2 separate regions of the Hordeum vulgare genome follow, and region 1 is linked to region 2. A link is a contact called in public Hi-C data. All regions are on one chromosome and are shown on one strand. Each heading gives the region's core, a stretch centred on a gene start, on an enhancer-like site or on the middle of the called end of the contact. The rest is flanking DNA. Distances are from core to core; before and after follow the strand shown.

Region 1 (6,553 bases), core at 2,489-4,988, 450 kb before region 2:
GAGACTATATGAGAGCAGCTGGTAGTGGTAGGTGCCATGAGCTTCGCTGCAACCTACTCTACCTGCTGACTGCCCCACACGGAATAACGTCGAGCATGCGGGAAATAATAAAGGTGATGTGATTCCGATGAGAGGCTGCTGGCATGGTATGGTAGCTAGTACGGCGTTGGTCGGCAGGAACAAGAGTAGGCACCGAGCTGAACTGAACCTTCCTTTGGCCACACTCACCAAAAGCAGTGGACCAAACCAAGGGAATGGCCACCACCGCCGTCCCCGTGTCCGCCCCACCAGGCCAGTGGCCACCATCCACGCCCGCCGGTCCGGCATCTTGCTTGCCTGCCTGATCCTCCCAGATGGCGCCGCACACCCCATGTGCCAAACACCGAGGCTTGCGCCAGCCATCAGCCTGTACACCAGTGACTTTTAGCGTACAGTTTGTCGTGGTAGGATCGGTATTCTAGTGTTTCCAGTCCATGCCGCCAACTCAGCCATTACCGGGCCATTCGTTTCTTCCATCTTCCTTTTAGCCGTTGATTGATCCAGGCACGCATCCGATCCAATCATCGGCTGCAACAGAATGTTTGGTGAATGTGCGAGTATTATGATCGTTTTGGCAGCTAGACCGTCAGTGATAATGGACCTGCCACGTCGGTGACTGGTTATGTATGGCAAAACCACCCACACCATCCAAGAAAGCACTGTGACACTACAGAGCAGAGATAGCATGACATGTATCTGCACGTCCTGCTCATCACTGAAACGATGTGAACTTGATCCTAATCTTTCCTTGGTGCATATCATGGCTTGACCAGGTTTGGCCTCTGACAGCTGAGAGCAAATCCCAGAATAAGCGCATTGATTGATCAGGTTATAGTTTGTTCGCCACTAGCGATCGGCCGGAGAACTGGACGGCGAGTGCGTATATACAATCATAAGTAGATACTAGCTCTTGGGCTCATCTAGAGCTGCCGCGATTCGAATTTCAAGCACCATGCGTGTAAGAATCTTTTCTACTAGTAGTATATTTCCTTTGTAAGTACTCCACAACCGTGCAAACTAGAAAGAGAAAACTGAAAAAGACGGATGGATGGATTTTACAATGGCGATCTTGGTCAAATCGAATCATTCCCCACTCGCCGTGCACTCCACAGCCGACGGCGGCAGCAACGGCACGGGAGCGCTTTCGCTCCGGTGGACCGTGCCGACTTGCAAACAAACAGTGTGTTCTTCTGTTGGGCTTCTGACCCAAATTTCTCTGTTTTTGATTTTTTTGGTTTGTTTGGATGGATGGATGGATGGATATGGCGAGTCCTTGTCTTCTAATGATCTGGATCTGATGCTATAGAAGCAGCCGGAGGATGAGCAGTGCGAGCGGCGCGGCCGGGATCATCGCCGTCCTGCTCGGCGTCGCCGCCGACATGTCGCCGGTGGCCATGTTGGCGAGCCAGGAGTTGTCCCCCAGTATCACGCCCTGCCCGTCGGCCTGGCCGCCTGCTTGCCTTGGCATCACCGGGGGCGCGAACGCTGTCGAGCCCGGCATCGTCGGCGTCGGCACCACCGTCGCCCCACCCGCCGATTTCAGGCTGCACACGAAAAGAATGGCAGAGTACGATGAGTTCACGCTCCAACTGGTGAAGACTCGAATGAATGAATGCATGCATGCAGTAAAATAAAAGAGGATGAGTAGCACTGAAAGCTGGTTTTTGAGCTTTCCCTTTTATCCTTTCCGCTAAAGTGTTGCGGTAGTTTCATGGCGACATCGGCCATCATTCCTATAGCCTAGCCTTTTCTGACCTCGTCACAAGATAAGAAAATGACTGCCCTGCCCTGCCCTGCTCGGACGGCTGACGTTGATGTGCAAACCGACGGCAGTGAAAAGTGAAGCCACCGGGGGGTCAAACCACCCTCGACAAGCTAAGCACCCACTAAAAATGCAACATGAATGAGACATCTACGACCTACTAAATATACTGGTAACTCCAGTCCAGACTAATCATCACAATGCATCATCTCCCAAACCTCTCGCTCTCAGTGTCCCCTTCCGTTTCGTAAGCACGGCGTATTGGAATACCGCGCACTTGCAAACACTTTGTAGTATGTGAGTGAGATAAGGTGACATGGAGTGCCCATTGTTCAGGCACCAACCAGCCATGCCGATTTCATCATCGTGTCTCCAAGAAGACGCATGCTTACCTAACAGTGCGTGCAAATCATGGTGTGATTAACCGCGCACGACCTAAACGTCACGCGAAAGCAAGCCTTAGCTAGTGAATTAATGCAGTGGTTAAGCCGCGTGGTGGACCTTGGGGTGGCGACGGGGCAGAAGGTGATGGTGTAGTCGCGGCCGCCGGCGCAGGTGAAGGTGCTGGTGGGGTCGTCGAAGGCGTAGCTGTATGAGCGCGGGCACGCCAGCTTGAAGGCCTGCGAGTAGGCGGTGGGGTGGCAGGTGTTGGGGTTGGCGAACGCGCCGCTGCAGCAGTACTCCGGCTTGCCGAACGCGTCGCACGCGCTCCGGCACGCGCCGCCGCCCGCGGACCGCAGCTCCGCGGGGCACCGCAGGTTCAGGTCCGCGGAGCAGCCCGCCGCGGCGCACGTCGTGCCGGTGGCGCTGCTCCCCGCGGGCTCCACCAGGATGGGCAGGTTGTAGCCGTCCACGAGGCTCACGTCGTAGAAGTCGTTGTGGCCCCCGCCGTCGAGCGTGAACTCGGCCAGCGTCGCGGGCGTCGCCCCGTCCCGTCCCGCGCACTCCAGCGTGCCCGTGCCGCAGTCGCCCGTGGCGCACGCGAACCGCCCGGCCGCGTCCTGCGCGCAGCCCGTGCGCGCCCACAGCCGGCCTGACCAGCCGGTCGGGAACGGCAGAGCACGCGCCGCGCCGGGCGGCAGCGCGAAGCCCGTGGGCTCGATCCTCGCCGTCCCGGCGTTGGACAGGATGCCCGGCCACACCGTCCCCGTGCACCGGTTCAGGAACGTGAATGTCACAGCTCCTCCCTCTGCGCCAAACAAACAGAACACACAGACGGTGTCAATAATCCAGCTCACCATTACAAGAACTCCTCCTACAATCAAACCTCACTCGATTTCTTCTACGACGATCGAATTACCTCTCAGGCACATACAAAGCAGCGCAACGACGAAGCAAACTCTTTGGATTCCCATGTTCTGTTCTGTGGCTGGTGTTGGTGTTGGTGGTCACTAATGGCGAGGGCAAGGAGAGGTATATAGTGTCACATTACAGCGTAGACGCAACCTGTCAGTATCAGTACTGGCAGTCCAGCAACTCCGGCCGCAGTACTAGTTTAGTACAGCAGTGGGAGACAGTACAGGGAGGTAGAGAAGTCTCGACCTAGGATGGAGGAGCAGCCACCCATAAACTATCAGGATTAGGATGAGAGAGTGGAGGAGCGGGAAGAAGGGGAATCTGAGCACTCCCTCCACGGCCGTATTTATAGCCCGGGAGCGGCCGTTCACTGACCAACCTTTATCATGCCTTCTTCAGTAAAGTGAAAGCATGGAATGGGGCTTGATTGGATTCAGATAACCTTTTCTTCTCTGCAATTTGCATCGGGAGGCCAAGGCCTGTGGCTAAATTGTTGCCTGTGATTTCCACCATGGAATGGGCTGCCGATCAGGATTGTATCGAGGTTTGGTGCTTGGTGATGGCCGTATCTTTTGGCAGAAAGTTGCGGATTGTGCGATGAGATTTAGTGGAGGGCCAGGATGGCTATGGCTTAACCGACAGTTGCGAGGATTGTTGGAGGATAAGATAATGGAATGTCGAGGAACCTTGCTGAAAATCTTGTTGGCTAAATGCTTCCGAGCTGATCTTTGAAAGCTCAGTACTCGACCGGCTGTTGCTTCGTTTGATTCCTGATGTAGCGAGCGGTAAATATGTTTTTTTTTAAAGAAGGATCAAGCCTCACCCCTCTGCATCAATCGATGCATGCAGTCATTTTATTAAGAAAGAAACCAAACATAGTCTTAAGTTTTGAAGTATAGATCAAAACTTGAATAAAAACCGCTTACAAGTGGAAAATAACTCTCACATTCGACGAAAACAAACAAATAAACTACGATGCATATACATTAGTCTATTATTAGCTCACCATCGAATCCGGACGAAGATAGCCCGTGCCATCGTCTCCCACCGGTTGCACACAGTATTCATAAGTTCCCTGAAGTCCACATGGCTGAGTAACGATCGTTTACGGATTCAAGGTGTAGCTCTGTAAATAACTTGCAAAAAGTTGTGAATACTTTTGCCATTAAAAATCAAATCATTTCTCGTGTTCCATATAGCCTAAAATAGCGCACTTATTTCAATCCTGATATGATTCGCTATAGTTACGTCCACTCCGTTGAGCCACGTCCCAAATAGCGTGTTAATGCTTGTTGGTTGAGTAATGTTAAAAGTTATATATACAGTGCGTCATAAAAGTTTAGCCAAAGGACAATCAAGAAAAAAGAGTTTAACTATTTCATTTTAATCACAATAGCAACACTTAGGACTGCCTATCCATCATCGTCTTATCAAGTTATCTTGGATTAACACAACCCCTTGTGTATAAATCACATGAAAATCTTAATTCTAAACGGCACCTTAATCTTTCAAATATGTAAAGATCTTGAAAGTGTTTGAGAATTAATTAGATCAGTGTACATTGATTTCACCGTAAACCTATCAGACGTAGTTAATTTCCAGTGAATGGAATCTACCTGGTCTGACAGTTGAACATTCATCAAATGTCTGATCAAGTGCATCCACGCATTCCATCTTTCTCCCACTAGGGCTCACCTGGATTGAATATTTAGAGGTATTGATCGAAATACTGTCGCAACACAATCTTTTTTGTAATATTATAAATGGAAGGATATTGCAAAGCCAACGACGTATTCCCCAGCCATGCGTCTTCCCAGAATCTGGTCATGGCTCCATCGCCGACCAAAAACTTGACCCTCTGAAAGAAAGCTATCTTCACCTTCATTAACCCTTTCCAAAAAGGTGAGCCAGTAGGTTGAGCAGTGGCCTGAGCCACAGACTTAGAATGTAGGTACTTATTTCTCAAAAATTGTAGCTACATCCCACCAGTCTCAGTAGACAGCCTGTATAGCCATTTGCTAAGAAGGCATCTATTTTTAACCTCTAAATTTTCTATGCTTAAGCCCCCTTGGTCTTTTGGTCTGCAAATAATCTCCCACTTAGCTAGTCTATATGTACCCCTAACCTCATCACATTGCCACAAGAAACGAGAGCGATAGAAGTCTAATCTTTTTCGTACCCCCACCAATACTTCAAAGAAAGACAGAAGAAACATCGACAAGCTTGATAACACCGAGTTTATCAGCACCAGCCTTCCTCCATACGACATCAGCTTGCCCTTCCAGCAGCTTAGTCTGTTTTCAAATCTATCCTCAATAATTTCCATTCCCTATGCGTCAAACGTCTATGATGAATGGGGATTCCTAGGTAACTAAATGGTAGCGATCCCATTTCGCACCCAAATAGCTGCCTATACGCGTCTTGTTCCTCATTTGCTCTCCCCAAACAAAACAATTCACTTTTGTCAAAATTGATTTTAAGTCGAGACAACTTATCAAAAAGGCAAAGCACTAGCTTCATGTTTCTAGCTTTTGAAAGACCATGCCCCATAAAAATTATCGCGTCATCCGCATATTGTAGTTTGGATACTCCCCCTCTACCAGGTGTGGGATCAGCCCTCCTACATGGCCGTTCACTTTAGCCTGAACAATAAGGACTGCCAGCATATCCGCTACTATGTTGAACAACACTGGGGACATTGAATCATCCTGTCCCAGTCCCTTGTGAGTCTGGAAATAATGACCTATGTCATCATTAACTTTAACCCCAACACTTCCTTGCTGAATAAAAGAGGACAGCTGATCCCTCCAAGACTCATTGAACCCTTTCATACGTAAGGCCTGCTGAGGGAAAGGCCACTTGACCTTATCATAAGACTTCTCGAAATCCACCTTAAAGACAACCCCATCAAGTTTCTTTTTATGAATTTCGTGCAATGTTTCGTGTAAGATGACAACCCCCTCTAGGATGTGTCGTCCAGGCATGAAAGCAGTCTGAGTTGGTTGTACAACATAATGAGCTATCTGCGTTAGCCTATTCGTTCCAACCTTTGCGGAAATTTTGAAACTGACATTGAGTAGGCATACCGGCTTGAACTGCTCAATGCAGATAGCTTCCACCTTTTTTGGCAACAATGTTATTGTTCCATAGTTTAGGTGAAAAAGCTAAAGCTCACCATCGAATAGATCATGAAACATAGGCATCAGATCATCCTTTATAATATGCCAACAATTATTATAAAACTCGGTTGGAAACCCATCCGATCCAGGTGCCTTGTTTGGTTTCATTTGTGCTATTGCGTCAAACACCTCCTTCTCCGTAAATGGTATTGACAAAATCTCATTCTCATCCGAGCTGAGCTGAGGTATGTCACCATTTTCGGTCTCGTCAAGAGAGACGAAAATGTGTTCCGGTTCACCAAATAGTTTCTTGTAATACTTTGAAATGTACAATTTT
Region 2 (5,860 bases), core at 2,814-5,313:
GGGCGGACGCCCCCTCCTCGGAGGAGGGGCAAAGGGGATATGTGCCTCTCCCTTGCTCCTATATATAGAGGTTCCTTCTCCCTCCCTTGGGCAACCCCTATTCAATCTTCCTGAGTTCTTTATCGTTCGTCGTTCCACACGCGCTTGGCGAAGCCCTGCTGGCATTGCACCACCACCATCTCCACCACGCCATCGTGATGGTTGAGACCCCATCTACTTTTCCGCCCTCTTTTGCTGGAGCAAGGAGGCGAAGACGTCATCGAGCCGCACGTGTGCTGAACGCGGAGGTGTCGTCCGTTCAACGTTTGATCACGATTGGATTGTGAAGAATACGACTACATCAACCGCTTATATACGCTTCCGCTTAATGGTCTACGAGGGTTCGTAGACACACTCTTCCCTCTCGTTGCTATGCCTCTCCATAGGTAGATCTTGGTTGTTCGTAGGATTTTTTTGTTTTCCATGCAATGTTCCCCAAAACAATGACCGTAGGACACAGGAGGCAGTGAGGGCGGCCGCGGCAGCAGATCATGTGACCAGGGTGCAAGTGGAGTAGGTAGTCCACATGCAGGCGGAGCAAGACAAGGTGGACGATCAGGCCGCATGGATGGCCGCGTTCGGCGAGTGATCCGACAAGCACCCTTCTCGCTTAGACATTGATTTCATTTTGGCATGTCCGGTTTGTTGAACTATGATTGATTTGCTTTGTTTGAACTATTGAATTAGGAAAATGTGTATCAGATGGTCGACGTTCATGGATTGCATGGATTGAGGATTGACATTTGATGTATGTGGATGTACGGCGCAACATATGAGGGGCCGGCGGACGCGCCACGGTCGTACATGGGCCAAATTTTCAAGTCCGGTTGTAGATTCTCTTAGATCACTACTTCACACAGGGATTATTTTACATTTCTGATGAAATGTGAAAAAAATCATCCCCACTCCATTCAAATTAGTTTTCTGGTCGAGCTTGACTGGTTTTGACTTGTCGACCGCCTAGTCAGTGCCAAGTTAGTGTCATGTCACAACCCTTTAACCCAACCCCCATATCATTGTTTCCCACCCGAGACAGTCATCATACCCAGCTACCACTGCCCTCCCCTCCTACGCCACCACGTCTGATGTCGGCACCGAAGACTGGTGACTGGAGGCGTCGGCATATGCCGCCCCCCCTACTCCCCCTCACGACCGGACCCTCCTCCACCTCACTGCTTCTCATCCAATTTGCCATGCAGCTGACATGATGCACTTAGGCCCGAGCAGTGACGGACCTAGAAATCTCCATCTTAGGGGTGCCGATGTCCAAAATTTGTAGAAATTACACAACAAATTATACAATTTGACCTAAACATTTCCATAATATCGAAAAATAGGCTTAAATTGTCTTAAGTCATTAGGAGGTGCAGGGAAAGACATATGCTATCTCACGGCGGCGATGAGGAGCCTCCTTTTGTAGGTCGGCCACGTTGCAAGAGGTTGCGGCTATATGCTCGGGTATAGTGGCGGAGCTTGGTACAAATTACTCAGAAGCCAATGAAAAAACATGAGTATTTGAGGGTGTAAATTGCTAAAAAAATCTCGTCTAAATCCTTTCTAACAAATTTTCTTCAGAGTTTGGTCCAAGGCTCCGCAAGTGCTCAAGTAGAAGAGAGAGAGAGAGGCGTCAACCCTTGAGGAGGCAACTGTGGATGTACCTGGCCCGCCCAATACAATATTTGTCCGTGAAGCATGTCTAAATCACGTTAATATCTCGTGCAAGGCACGACACGGAGTACTTACGTATATGTGTAATCTCCCCACGAAACACGACACGGAACTGGCACTGGGCTCTAGGTCAATAGGTTAGTCCCAAAAATAATATAAAATAGCATATTCATGCATATAAAGCATCCAAAGTTGATAATATAATGGCATGGAATGATCAAACATTATAGATACGTTGGAGACGTATCAGGCACCGGCCCCACAAGGCCCTAGCGCCTAGTGGGAGGGCCCTCCACTTGGCTTGGAGGGCACTCCTAGCTAGGACGGACGCCCCCTCCTCGGAGGAGGGGCAAAGGGGATATGTGCCTCTCCCCTTGCTCCTATATATAGAGGAGAGGTGGGGAGGGTAGCCTAGCACCAATTGCTTCTCCCTCCCTTGGGCAATTACTTTTCCATTTTCCCGAGTTCTTCATTGTTCGTCATTCCATAGGCGCTTGGCGAACCCCTGCTGGCACTGAACCACCACCATCTCCACCACGCCATCGTGCTGGTTGAGATCCCATCTACTTCTCCGCCCTCGTTTGCTGGAGCAAGGAGGCAGAGACATCATCGAGCCACACGTGTGTTGAACACGGAGGTGTCGTCCGTTCGGCGCTTGATCGTGATTGGATCGTGAAGAATACGACTATATCAACCGCTTATATACGCTTTCGCTCTACGAGGGTTCGTAGACACAATCTTCCCTCTCGTTGCTATGCATCTCCATAGATAGATCTTGGGTGTTCGTAGGATTTTTTTTTGTTTTCATGCAATGTTCCACACACACAAGGACCGTAGGACGCAGGAGGCAGCGAGGGCGGCTGCAGCAGCGGATCATGCGACTAGGATGCAGGCGGAGCAGGCAGTCCGGATGCAAGCGGAGCAAGACAAGGTGGACGATCAGGCGGCATGGATGGCTGCGTCTCGTGAGTGATCCGACAAGCACCCTTCTCGCTTAGACATTGATTTCATTTTGGCATCTCCGGTTTGTTGAACTATGATTGATTTGCTTTGTTTGAACTGTTGAATTAGGAAAATTTGTATTAGATGGTCTACGTGCATGGATTGCATGGATTTGAGGATTGACATTTGACGTATGTGGATGTACGACGCAACATATGAGGGGCCGACGAACGCGCCCGCAGTCGTACATGGGCCCAATTTGTCAAGTCCGGTTGTAGATTCTCTTAGATCACTACTTCACGGAGGGATTATTTACATTTCTGATGAAATCTGAAAACAAAAAAAATGATGCCCACTCCATTCAAATCAGTTTTCTGGTCGGGCTTTACTAGTTTTGACTTCCGACCGCCTAGTCAGTGCCTAGTTAGTGTCATGTCACACCTCTTTAACCCAGCCCCCATATCACTGTTTCCCAACCGAGACAGTCACCATACCCAGCCACCAGCACCCCTCCCCTCCTATGCCACCACGTCTGATGTTGGCACCGAAGACTGGTGACTGGAGGCGTCCGCATATGCCGTCCCTCTACTCCCCCTCATGACCGGTCCCTCCTCTACCTCCCTGCTTCTCATCCAATCTGTCATGCAGCTGGCATGATGCCTTAGGCCCGAGCAGTGGCGGACCTATAAATCTCCGTCTGAGGGGTGCCAATGTTCAAAATTTGTAGAAATTACACAACAAATGATACAATTTGATCTAAACATTGCCATAATATCGAAAAATAGACTTAAATTGTCTTAATTCATTAGGGAGACGTAGGGAAGGACATATGCTATCTCGCGGCGACGGTGAGGAGCCTCGTTTTGTGGGTCGGCGAGACGGCCTTGTTGCAAGAGGTTGCGGCTATATGCTCGGGTATAATGGCGGAGCTTGGTACAAATTGCTGGAAAGTCAATGGAGAAACATGAGTATTTGAGGATGTAAATTGCTAAAAAAAAATCTCGTCCGTTCAGGAGGCAACTATGGATGTACCTGGCCCGCACAATACAATATTTCTCCGTGAAGCATGTCTAAATCACGTTAATATCTCGTGCAAGGCAAGACACGGAGTACTTACGTATATGTGTAATCTCCCCACGAAACATCGATGCGCCTTGGCCGTGGCAGGAGGTCAAATGAGGGCGGCGATCATTTGCAGCTTGAGCATTACGAAAGTGGAATCCCTTTCTTTGGAGGAGGAAACAAAATCGCATCACAGCAAGTCCCACACGTAACTGAGCAAAAAATGCATAACAGCTGCGCGTCAGAGTTTTCTTTTCTTGCTCACCTTCCCCGTTTCTTCTCCGGTCATCAACCACCGGCCACCGTCGCACGCGGCCACGCCTCTATAAATGGATTACCGAACGGCCAAATCTCTCCTAACTCCATCGTCGAGCTCTCGCCTGCTCAGATATTTGAGGCAGCGGACGTAGGGCGGTGGCTACGGACAAGATACAGAGACGGTGAGGGAGCCGTTGCCGACGTAAGTCCAAGAGCAGACAGCCATCAAAGATCTGTCCCATCCGGCCCCACTTGCAGTGCCCGTTGGGCGGATACGATACGACCCACTTTCCTGCTTGCTTGGGCTGCGCCGTCTATATAAGTCAACCGACCGTCCTCACCTAGTCACCCTCTCCCGGCCAATTACATTACACGAAAACAGAGCATACCTTAGCAGAGCTGCACAGAGCTTGGAGCTGAGATCCCGTGGAGTAGTCGGCACTGAGAGGACGAAAATGGCACGGAGTCCAGCTCAAGTCGCCCTCCGGTTGATCGCTCTTCTCCTTCTGCTTCCAGGTAATTGATCTTTTCGCTTCTCATGCTCTGCTTTGTTCCAATGCGCATTCTATGATCTGTTTTGTGTGCGTGTGCCTGATCGGTTCAAGTTCTTGGGGTGCTTGCAGCGGCGTGGTCGGCGACGTTCACGATGACCAACAACTGCGGCTACACGGTGTGGCCGGGGCTGCTGTCGGGCGCGGGCACGGCGCCGTTATCGACGACGGGGTTCGCCCTGGCGCAGGGCGCGTCGGCGACGGTGACCGCGCCGGCGAGCTGGTCCGGGCGCATGTGGGCGCGCACGCTCTGCGCCGAGGATGCCGCCGGCAAGTTCACCTGCGCCACGGGCGACTGCGGCTCGGGCGCGCTCCAGTGCAACGGCGGCGGCGCCGCGCCGCCGGCCTCGCTGGTCGAGTTCACGCTCGACGGCTCCGGCGGCATGGACTTCTTCGACGTCAGCCTCGTCGACGGCTACAACCTCCCGATGCTGGTCGTGCCGCAGGGCGCTGCCACTGCCGCCGCCGCCGCCAGCTCCACGGGCGGGCCCAAGTGCATGGCCACCGGCTGCCTCGTCGACCTGAACGCCGCGTGCCCGGCCGCGCTGAAGGTCACGTCGACGGGGGCCGCCAGCAGTGCGGTCGGCGGGAGCGCCATGGCGTGCCGCAGCGCGTGCGAGGCGTTCGGGTCCCCGGAGTACTGCTGCAGCGGCGCGTACGGGAGCCCCAACACGTGCCGGCCGTCGACGTACTCGCAGTTCTTCAAGAGCGCGTGCCCGCGCGCCTACAGCTACGCGTACGACGACTCCACCTCCACCTTCACCTGCGCCGCCGGCACCAACTACGCCATCACCTTCTGCCCCAGCACCACCAGGTAACTTCTTTTCCTCGGTCCTTCGTATTTGAGCACGTTCAGCAAACTAATCAAGCAAGCAACCGAGCTCCGCTGTATTTAATCCTGGGCCGTAGATTCACCGAATGGCGCGAAAATGCACGGTCGAAATGCCTTTTTGACAAAAAAAAAGGTTTTTATGGTGGTAGGGACCTGCACACGTTGAAGTCTTTCTTTAGGACATGGCAATTCCTAAGGTTTAATACCGCATTAGATATTAAAATCTGTGCAGTATTTTACTCCCTCTGTTTAGTGTTGAACAAAATACGAATGTATATAGACATGTAGATTCATTTATTTTTATTTCGTATGTAAATGTTTTAATGAAATTTAAAAAAAATCATATTTAGGAACGGAGGGAGTATGGCTGGAATTTTGATAGGACATGTTGAATATGGCTTAATAAATCACCACACACTATCAAATGGTGGTAGGGAGTATGCTTGTAATAAGTCGGCAAAGAACATCAAAGCATGTGCTCATACGGGCAAGCTCCCGTTGTGCTGTA

What was found. A called contact is a pair of places that touch in the nucleus more often than the background predicts.
Region 1: a contact with region 2 is called in a Hi-C map of seedling, with 3 times the contacts expected there. The contact joins the promoter of LOC123449172 here to the promoter of LOC123449171 in region 2. A contact is called at or near these places in 3 of 6 Hi-C or Micro-C datasets (leaf and seedling) and 1 of 1 datasets of contacts at active chromatin or transcription factors (embryo).

What each region holds. Positions count from the first base shown.
Region 1 is chr4H:506,648,491-506,655,043 of MorexV3_pseudomolecules_assembly, reverse strand. It overlaps LOC123449172 (thaumatin-like protein 1), which reads right to left and starts at 3,738. Exons shown (of 3, transcript XM_045126281.1): 1 at 3,102-3,738; 2 at 2,303-2,990; 3 at 997-1,583. The coding sequence starts at 3,156. The coding sequence ends at 1,340.
Region 2 is chr4H:506,200,479-506,206,338 of MorexV3_pseudomolecules_assembly, reverse strand. LOC123449171 (thaumatin-like protein 1b) reads left to right here and starts at 4,063. Exons shown (of 3, transcript XM_045126280.1): 1 at 4,063-4,485; 2 at 4,593-5,334. The coding sequence starts at 4,425.